Linked DNA regions of Mus musculus: region 1 is linked to region 2. Evidence: chromatin contacts called from public promoter capture Hi-C data. All regions are on one chromosome and are shown on one strand. The core of a region is the stretch at or near the end of the contact, and the rest is flanking DNA. Distances in the headings are between cores, read along the strand shown. Region 1 holds the start of Cep20 (centrosomal protein 20). Region 2 holds the start of Nubp1 (nucleotide binding protein 1).

Region 1 (5,074 bases), core at 1,100-3,599, 3.9 Mb after region 2:
CACACACACACACACACACACACACACACACACACGCACATGCGCGGGCGCGCGTGCAACACAACGGCTGAGAGGGAGAGGGAGGGAGGGAGAGAGAGAGGGAGAGAAAGAGAGAGAGAAACACAAAAATAAATCTTAAAAAAAAAAGAAATGTAATGATACTCGAATAAGGGACTATACCACTGCTAACTTATGGAGTCAGGAGTATGCATGTCAAATGTAACCTTATGTCTTGAAAAGGTACACTGTGACAAACATCAAAAGTTGAAATAAGTATACAGACTGAGTATAGAAAATGGGCTAGGGTTGAGCTGTCATCATCCCTTAACAGTAATATGGAACCTTCCTTTCTCAAATAGTCTTTTGTGACTAAACAGCAATTTTAGAAAATCAACATAATGCCTAGAATACAGTTAAGAACCCACTAAATATTTATAATATAGTACCTTACATTATTGATGAAAACTGTAGGTTAATAGTGCACTTTGCTCTGCCGATGGCAAAGGCATTAATATGCCACAATAATTAAAACCCATAGAGCAGTTCGGAAACATTTAGGTACATATAAGCAGAGTTTCTGATCTTTAGTAACTAACAACAGTCCTTGGCCACGTGATCGAGGATAGCCACTCTTAGACTTTTCACTTTTCTTCTCTTTTATTTCTAAAGCACTCCTTCAACCTTTCTACAGGTGTCAACCAATTATACTCTGAAACAGGTCCATAAAAGGACAGCTTTATCTTAAGATCATAACACAATCCCCGTTCTCTAGTTCCATCTTTGGAAATTAAGGGAAAGAGTCTTTTCTACTGGCAAGCATCCTGTCCCAGTTACTCTGAAGTACACACAGTACAGCCTCAAACTTTGCAGAAAACGCAAAGTAATGAGCTGGATTTGGGAAACGCAGCATGTCCTTCATACTTGGTGGCAGATTCCTAAACCATGCCTCAGCTGCCTTCTCCGAGGTAATGAACTCTACTTCTCAGAGAAAGAGCTAGGTGAAATGGAAGAGGTTTTAGACCAGTAAAAGCCCAGAAAATGTAAGATCACTGATTAGGAACAAGTTTTTATTACTTTTCTCTCAGACACAAAGCATACCAAGAACCAGAGAACGCAGAAGAACATATATAAGGAGGTCCCCCTCAATTTGTAGGGATAACCTCTGGGCTCTTTTATCATTTTGCTACTTGTAGTCTTATGCTTACAATGCTATTATTATAAAAATGCCTTCAGGAATTGGTCTTAACCCAACTTCTTTTCCATAGACTTTATCTTGAAATCCTATGAAAAGTTTATACAATATACATGTACTATGTATACTCCCATCCCCAGAACAGCTCATTGACTCATGTGAAGTCCCTCCTGGGGACTGAGGTATGTCTGCTTTTGGAATGCTCACCAGCAGTGTCCCCAATACATATGCAGTCAATAGTTACTACATCTTAGTCTCCAAACTATTCCATTTGGTTCTCTCCAGATTTCCATTACCGTTGGCTTAGTCTCTGAATTCCTTGACACTCAGAACTAGGTTTATTCTACGGGAAGCAGAATGGCATGATTAAGCCAGTGCACCTTATGGGGTTTCCACACGAGTCGATTTCTATCTAAATTATCGTGGATGAAATATTCCAACTCTCATGTATGAAATGGACATAGCGTTGCTACACAGAATCAAGTTGGATGAGTTGTTAAGGGTCTGATAGAATCACATACTGAACCTTAACTCCAATTACAACTCAAACGTTAACTCTAATTACTATTCAGAGTTAACAGTATACACGCGTTATTGATGTCTACTCCTTGTTTTGTAGTCCTGGGGATGGAACCTGCATGCACCCTGCACACAACCAACCATTTTGGAAAACCTCTTCCGAAAAATCCTGAAGAGCCGCCAGGATGGACAACTCTGTCTCAGGTTTCTGCCAAAGGACAAGGAGGACCTAGCCATACGTTGTCGTCCGGATGGGCTAGCCGTGCAAATCATTGGGAAGTGTGTCTGTCACCAAATCGTGGCTGTGGTGTTGTCGTGGTCAGCTCGGAACGCAGGCCTTTGGGCGCTGTCTGCTCAGTAGGGTTCTAAGAGATACCCAGAGGTCCTGAGGGGACAACAGATACCAGTCCCTTCCTCCAGCTCAAAGGCTGGCCCTAACATAGCGCATGCGCAAAGGCCGCCCCTGGTGGGCCCTGCCACCCTAGAACGACCCTGGAAAAAGATGAGCCGATGTCCCGCGCGCTCTCCTTCTGTCCCATCCCTATCATATACGGAAGGTTCGACGCTTCCCGCAACCGAGCATCCCCTCAATGCACTCACCAGCTTTCAGTTCCGTAACAGTCGCCATTTTTCAACGGCTGCTGGTGCCACGCCTCTCCAGTGCGTACGCACGGCTCTCGGCGCGGCCTCCAACCAATAGGAGTATGGCTCTGCTAGACCGCGTCTGTGCCTGCGCTCCGGTGATTGGCGAGCCGCCACATGAGACTCCACCAATCAGCGACCGTGTGAGGCGGGCTACACTGCAGAAAAGCTTGGAGCCAGAGCCAAATCTGTACCCAACTGCTTTGCCTTTTGTCGCCGCCCAAGTCCTACAGGTCAAGGTGCTGATTGTTCACCTCCCCTCCCCGCACCTTGGCAGGCTTTGTGCTCAGTCCGAGTCCCAGACACAACCCAGCGTCAGAATTACCTGGAAGACTGGTTAGAACAGACTGCTCTGACCCACCCTTGGGTCTTTCTGAGGCACGGACCAAGAGTTGGTTTTTCTGTCAACTTCCAGAATGCTGTGGATGGATGCTGTTAGTCTGAGAAGTGCCACCTTAAAAATCATCTTACACGGCACCCACTCGAAAGTGAACACTAGGAAGTCTTTACACGCCTCAGGTCAATGATGCCCGTTATACAGAGGAGGAAGTTGAGTGTCTAAAGGAAGATCACTGGCAAATGGTGGAGCAGGTGATAACCTAAACCCAGGCCAGCATCTCTTCAAAGCTTGCTCTCTACACTACCGTTAACACCGAGTACATTTGGAATCCTCGAGTTGTTTGTGGAAACAGCTGATAAAAGATTAAGAAGAACAAACATGGGAATAATACATTCAAAATGTGAGGCAGTATAATGGCAGTTGACTCTCCAGGGAGTCTAAGACACTGGACCCTTAAAATTCTGGACAGCCCAATAGTGGAAGTCTATGAGTGGATGCTAGTGAGCATATTTTCGAGGAAGTAAACTGTAAGAAATAGAAAATATAGACTTTAAAAGAAATCATTGGGTGTTTGTTTGTTTTTGTCTCATCTTGTAGTCCACGCTATCTGGGCATTCACTCTGTAGCTCAGGCTGACATTGAACTAACAACAAACACTCTTTTTGCCTCATTCTCAAAGTGATGAACGCCCCTATACTGCCACAACTTGGTTTTGTTTTTAAATTTGCCTCAGGGAGATAGATGTATGTTCTTCCTAAGATTAGCTTTGTTTTGTTTTTTTTCTGAAGTGCACAGGGTGGCTTTGAATTAGCCCTCCTTTCTTTAGCCTCCCAAGTGCTGCAATGACAGGAGTACATCACCATATCAGGCTTCTGAGATATTTCTTAAAGTGGGTAGCAGTTTTAAAGTTTGAAATCCATTTAGAGGAATGGCTCAGTGAATAAAGTTCTTGCTGCATAAATTTGAAGACCTGAGTAACCTTCGAAACCTGTTCTGTAGCCTTAGAATGGTCTTACTCAGTTAGGCTTTCCTATTTTGTAAAACCATGGTGCCTGAATACTTGGTCAGTAGCTCAGGAAATTAGAAGGATTAACCAATTCTACAGGTGAACAGCACTATTGATATACTGATGAGGAATTCCAGAGGCAAAGCATTATGTGACTTAGTATTCTCACCATGCTCACCAAAAATAGATACAGAGCCGTCATCTCAAACTTTCCCTTAACCTTCTTAACCTCACTTCTTCCCTAACCTTCTGGGGTCAGAGTGGGCTCCGCCTCTATCTTGGGAGTGAGTAGGGCCGAGAATGGGGAAAGGCACAAATTAAAAGAAAGTTTCCAAGTAGATATACATGACACTGGCCCACTCATAATGCCAAGGTTATATCAACTTTTTAGAGACAAGACTTCTCTGTGCCTGGTCCCTCTTGGGGTCAGTTGGAGCTTGGGTCAGTCATGTAGGATTCCCTTACCATGGAGCTTCCCAAGGAGAGGGGAGGCTGTGGTGAGGCTGCTTAGAAGACCACCTTTCAGGCTGGCGAGATGGCTCAGTGGTTAAGAGCACTGACTGCTCTTCTGAAGATCCAGAGTTCAAATCCCAGCAACCACATTGTGGCTCATAACCATCCATAATGAGATCTGACACCCTCTTCTGGAGTGTCTGAAGACAGCTACAGTGTTCTTACATATAATAATAAATAAATCTTTGGGCCAGAGTGAGCAGAGGTCCTGAGTTCAATTCCCAGCAACCACATGCTGGCTCACAACCATCTGTACAGCTACAGTGTACTCATATACATTATATAAATAAATAGCCGGGCGTGGTGTCAGACGCCTTTAATCCCAGCACTCGGGAGGCAGAGGCAGGCGGATTTCTGAGTTCGAGGCCAGCCTGGTCTACAAAGTGAGTGTTCCGGGACAGCCAGGGCTATATAGAGAAACCCTGTCTCGAAAATAAATAAATAAATAAATAAATAAATAAATAAATTAGAAGAAGAAGAAGAAGAAGAAGAAGAAGAAGAAGAAGAAGAAGAAGAAGAAGAAGACGTCAACCTTTCTCCTTCCCTGCAGTGTTGATTGCAAGAGTGCTCTCTCAAGTCTATAGCACACATGAGCACCCTCTGGAACTTCCCAAGGAATCTGGCACTCTATTTAGTGACAAGTCATCTTCCTCTGATCCCCATCTGGCTCTACGCCCCAAGGTGTGCCAGGTGACTCATGGATCAGTCATGTCACAGCAGAGGGTGGCTTGCATTGTACCTGGAACCAACAGAAAGGCTGAACTCAACCAACAGAAAGGCTAAACTCACCAGCATCATGACATTGAGGACTGCCTGCTAACTCTGTCATCCACAGCAGGTGCCCAGGCCAGCTGCATCGAGT
Region 2 (4,415 bases), core at 1,505-4,004:
CACTAGATACATCTACAAAACATTCCCCAACCTATGGCTCACGGAACATTGCAGAAGAGGAGGTGGAAGGATTGTAAGGGCAAAGGGTCAGGGAGTTTGCTGTGAGATTCAGTCTGAAAGGGTTGTCTGATGCAAGGGTATCTTAGCAACCAGGAGCCAAGGAGCACCGCAAAGTCTCACCATGCAACAAACCTCACACAGAGATTTATTGAGGAGAAACACAGAATGTGGCCGCCTCCAAATGGGAACCGAGATAGCAGCAGGATGGGCAAAAAGGCTGGGCTTTAAGGGACTTTTGGAGCATGTGCGGTGAGTTAGTGAAGAGTACAGCGCAGATGGAAGTCATGGGTGTGGGGATTCCCAAGGCCCAGGTTTGGGGACTGGCCTGGAGCAGGAATGGCTTGTTAGTCAATCAAGAACCACCCATGTTCCTGAACCATGTGCTCCTCCAACCCTACCCCACCTCAGTCATCATCACTAAGGCCAACGTGACGTCATCGCTGAAAACCAACACAACATTTCCACCACCACCACTGTTGCATATTTTCCATGTCTATGTTCCATACCCCTATAAAGCTGGCATGATCACAATCTGCTCTCTCTCTCTCTCATTCTCTCTCTCTCTCTCTCCTCTCTCCCTTTTCCTCTTCCTCTCTCCAACCCTGCTCAGATATGACCTTTCATGTCTCCCTCCCCATTAATCTTTTGCATGAGGTCTGTTGTATATTTTGATTCTTGCAACATTGCAAGAATTCTTGGCCCCACTCACCAGCACTCACTGCAAAACCCTTTCAGGTCTGTTATCCCACAATGCCTCCTACTAATGTCAGAGTCTACACTCAGTCTCACCAACATGATTGCCTACACAAGAGCTGAATAAGGTCGATGCCAGTACACATGTCAAAGTGGACAGAGGCAGCCTCGACCTCACCCAAAGAACTATAGCATTCTACAGGAATGCTGAGACTGGAAGAATAGTCCTCCCCATGGAAGAGCACACCAACGGAATGGTCACCTTTAAAAATAGATATACAAGTATCTTTTATACAGAGTGAACAGATTGTATGTGTGTATGTGTGTGTGTATGTTTTTAAATGTAATATGTAGCATATGTAATAATGTTGTGGGGTATTCATCAGAGATGACTGTTCAGACATGGGTTTAAGCTAATGGGAAGATTTTGCTATTCAGTATCCCAGTGGAGCACTGAGCCTTTCTTGGAATAAACTTTTAGGCACAAAAACCATGTTCTGGGTTAACCTACTTCAGTAACAAGAACAGATAGCCAGAATCAGCTCTACAGAAGCAAAAAAGAGAGGTTAGTACAGTTAGAGACTTTCCCAGAGTCATGGACTTTGGTGGATTAGGTCTTTGTTTTCATTTTGGCAGGTGCTGCTGTCTATGTGCTGAGTGTTACAGCCTGAATGGCACTTCCATCATGGAGTCAGTTGTGCTAAGGTCTGGGGCCCTGTCACAATAACAATGAAAAAAAAAAAGTCCATGAATTTGATAAACAGCAAGGAGAGGTGGTAAGGTTTGGGGGAAGGAAAATGAAGGGAGAAATGATGTAATTATAATCTCAAAAATAAATGAAAAATATTTAGAATCGTTCAATGAAAACAGTAACAACCACCACCATCTTGTGCCAAAGTTGCATGCAGCCAAGCTCCCATGGCTGTGACCATGGACAGGATGTCTTCATGGAGTCTAAACACTGCTCCACAGACACAGACAGGCCATTTGTCTAAACACTCACAGACACATACAGGAGAAATGGTAGCAGCAAGGACAGTGGGGACCTGCAGAAGTGAGAGAAAGCTAGGGAAAGCTCCCAGTGGGGGCACAGGAGTGGGTTTGAAGAGGTTTCACTGAACAGATCTGAGGGGAAGCAACAAAACACAAAACAAAGTATTTTTCTAAATAGCACAGCAATTTTAAGAGGGCGGGGGTGTCAGCCCAGGAATGCTGGTGGTGCACATTGTAATCCCAGCAACTGAAAGACGGAGGCAGGAGGATCAAATGAGAACTTACACTGCTGGCGATTGAATTTATGGCTTTTCACTTGCTGGACAGGTACTCTACCACTGAGCTACACCCCTTTATAAAGTCTCCCCTCTTAGCCAAACATGGCAAGAAAATCATTAATTCAAGATCAGCTTGAGCAGAAGAGAGGAGAGGAGAACAGAGAAGAAATAGAGAGGGACGGACAAAGTGTTTTGTTGGATCTGTATTGTTTCAGTGCTGGGGACTAAATATAGGACCTCATGCATGATAGATCAAGCACTCTACCAATTGAGCCACAATCCCAGCCTGTAACAGAATCTAGGGTAGGGCAGATTATTTGAAACTGAGTAAATATTGACATTGATTGTACTTTTATTAGTAGTACTGCATCAACACTGAGGCCACGGAGAATAACGTTCGTTGGCGACAAAAACCATACTTAAAAAAACAAAACAACAACAAAAACAAAAACAGAATCAAAAACCTGCATTATGTGTAAGAGTCCATCCTCGCTTTCCCTATGAGTTCTGGGATTTGGATACAGGCTGGCTCAACAGAATCTTTAATCGTTAGAGCCACTTCATTTGCTCAGGTATCATATATTTCTGAGTCTCGCCCTGTTTTAGCGGGAAGAGGCATAGGAATCCCACCCACTGCACACACGGTTTTGCGCGTGCGCAGTCCTGGTCTGGCGAGACAGTTCCCGCGGCCGGGGGGTCAGATTGGACCTGCGAGGCGGAAACACGCCCCTGAGGTTCCGGCGAGCGCAGCCCGGGCAAGAGCGGCAGCATGGAGGAGGCGCCCCACGGTGAGCTATCGCAGGACGTGTGGGTGGTCCCGCTGGGACCGAACCACTCTGACTGTGCCTTCGTCTTCCCGCAGGCTGCCCCGGGGCCGACAGCGCCCAGGCCGGCCGAGGAGCCTCGTGCCAGGGATGCCCCAACCAGAGGCTGTGCGCATCCGGAGCCGGCGCTGCTCCGGATCCCGGTGAGGAAGCGGCGGGCAGATCAGGAAGTGGAAGGGGCGGGACTTGAGGGTGAATGGCAGCGGCTAGTGGGCAGTATTCTAATTGGTTGGGGGGAGGGCGTAGAAGGCGGAGCTTGAGCGAGAGGGAGGTTTTAAAAATCAAATAGCGGAAAAACAGTGATGGAAATGGAGGTTTAGTCTGATCTGCGGTAGACAGGGAACCGAAGGGGGCATTAAAATAAGCTTGGCGGCACAGGCTTGTTCCCCCGGAACTTGAGGGGCAGAAGCAGGAGGATGGCTACAAGTTAAAAGCCAGCCTGGACTACAGGATGAGACCCTGTATGAGTGAATGAATGAATCAGTGAATGAATGAATGAATGAACGAACGAACATTAGGTCGAGTGTGTTGGCACATGTTTGTAATCTCAGCATTTAAGAGGCTAACCCCGGGCTTAGATGAGACCCTGTCTTTATTAAAAAAAAAAAAAAAATCAGTAAATAGGACCTCAAAGAAGGATAGAATAGATAAAAGTGATGTCGGGCAGGTACAGGGCTTAAGTAATAACCGCTACCTCAGTATCCACAAGGCCAAGCACAGAGAGGAGAATGGAAAAATACTGAGATCTTTCAGGCCTGAGTCCTGGCACATGTCCATCACAGGTCACAGAGGCTCTGCTCTCTCTGTGGCAGAGAGAAGGACCCTCCTGTTAAGGAGTCTATCTTTCAGCAGACATGAATGTTCATTATCTCAGTGGAGAGACAGATGGGGGACTGAGAGCAAAGTGGGGAGGAAGCAGGAGCAGGCACGTTAAACTCACCAGGGATCAGCACTGTGAGGGGCCATCTCCAGGGCGAGGAGGACTGAAAGCCTAGCTGGAAGGAAGGCTTTTCAGAGAGAGGCTGGGTTTGGTTGTTGAGTCTCCTGAAAACTGATCTTGAGCAAGAATGCCCTCATGGTGAAGACCAGTCTCCCCACAGTGTAGTCTGTAAAGATTTGAAACAAGACGTGACATTGGAAACCCAGTACGTTGCTGGGATGGTTGCTTCTGAGAGCCTGTGAGTTTCCCATCTGCAGCCCTGGGGACATTGGAGTTGATCATCCCTTGTACTGGGCCTAACCTGTGCTTAAGACACTTAGCATCCATCATCCGAGATGCCAGTAGTAGTCCCTCCTGTGGCATCCAGAGAATTTCTGCAGATGTTAGCAGATGCCTCCTGGGTTCTGTTGAGGAGCTGGGCTTTGAACACCCCACTCTCTCCTCGGAGGGCATGTGCTACTGCATAAATAAGACAATCTTTTCAGGTTGGTAGTGACCGTATTTTCTTCCTAGCATTTATTTTTAGTTTGCTGAAGTGGTATCTCACAAAGAGCCTTAGAAACAGCTTAAAGAGCACTTTGGAAGAGGGACGGGTAGGACTGAGGCGGGGTCATCATCACCTCCTCT

The links. Promoter capture Hi-C pulls out the DNA fragments that hold promoters and counts their contacts.
Region 1: a promoter capture Hi-C map of pre-B cells shows a contact between it and region 2. The contact joins the promoter of Cep20 here to the promoter of Nubp1 in region 2. A contact is called at or near these places in 2 of 39 promoter capture datasets (the C10 cell line and pre-B cells).

The regions. Positions count from the first base shown.
Region 1 is chr16:14,314,983-14,320,056 of GRCm38.p6, forward strand. It overlaps Cep20 (centrosomal protein 20), which reads right to left and starts at 2,350. Exons shown (of 5, transcript NM_025345.2): 1 at 2,312-2,350. The coding sequence starts at 2,339.
Region 2 is chr16:10,409,184-10,413,598 of GRCm38.p6, forward strand. Nubp1 (nucleotide binding protein 1) reads left to right here and starts at 2,755. Exons shown (of 11, transcript NM_011955.2): 1 at 2,755-2,812; 2 at 2,887-2,991. The coding sequence starts at 2,794.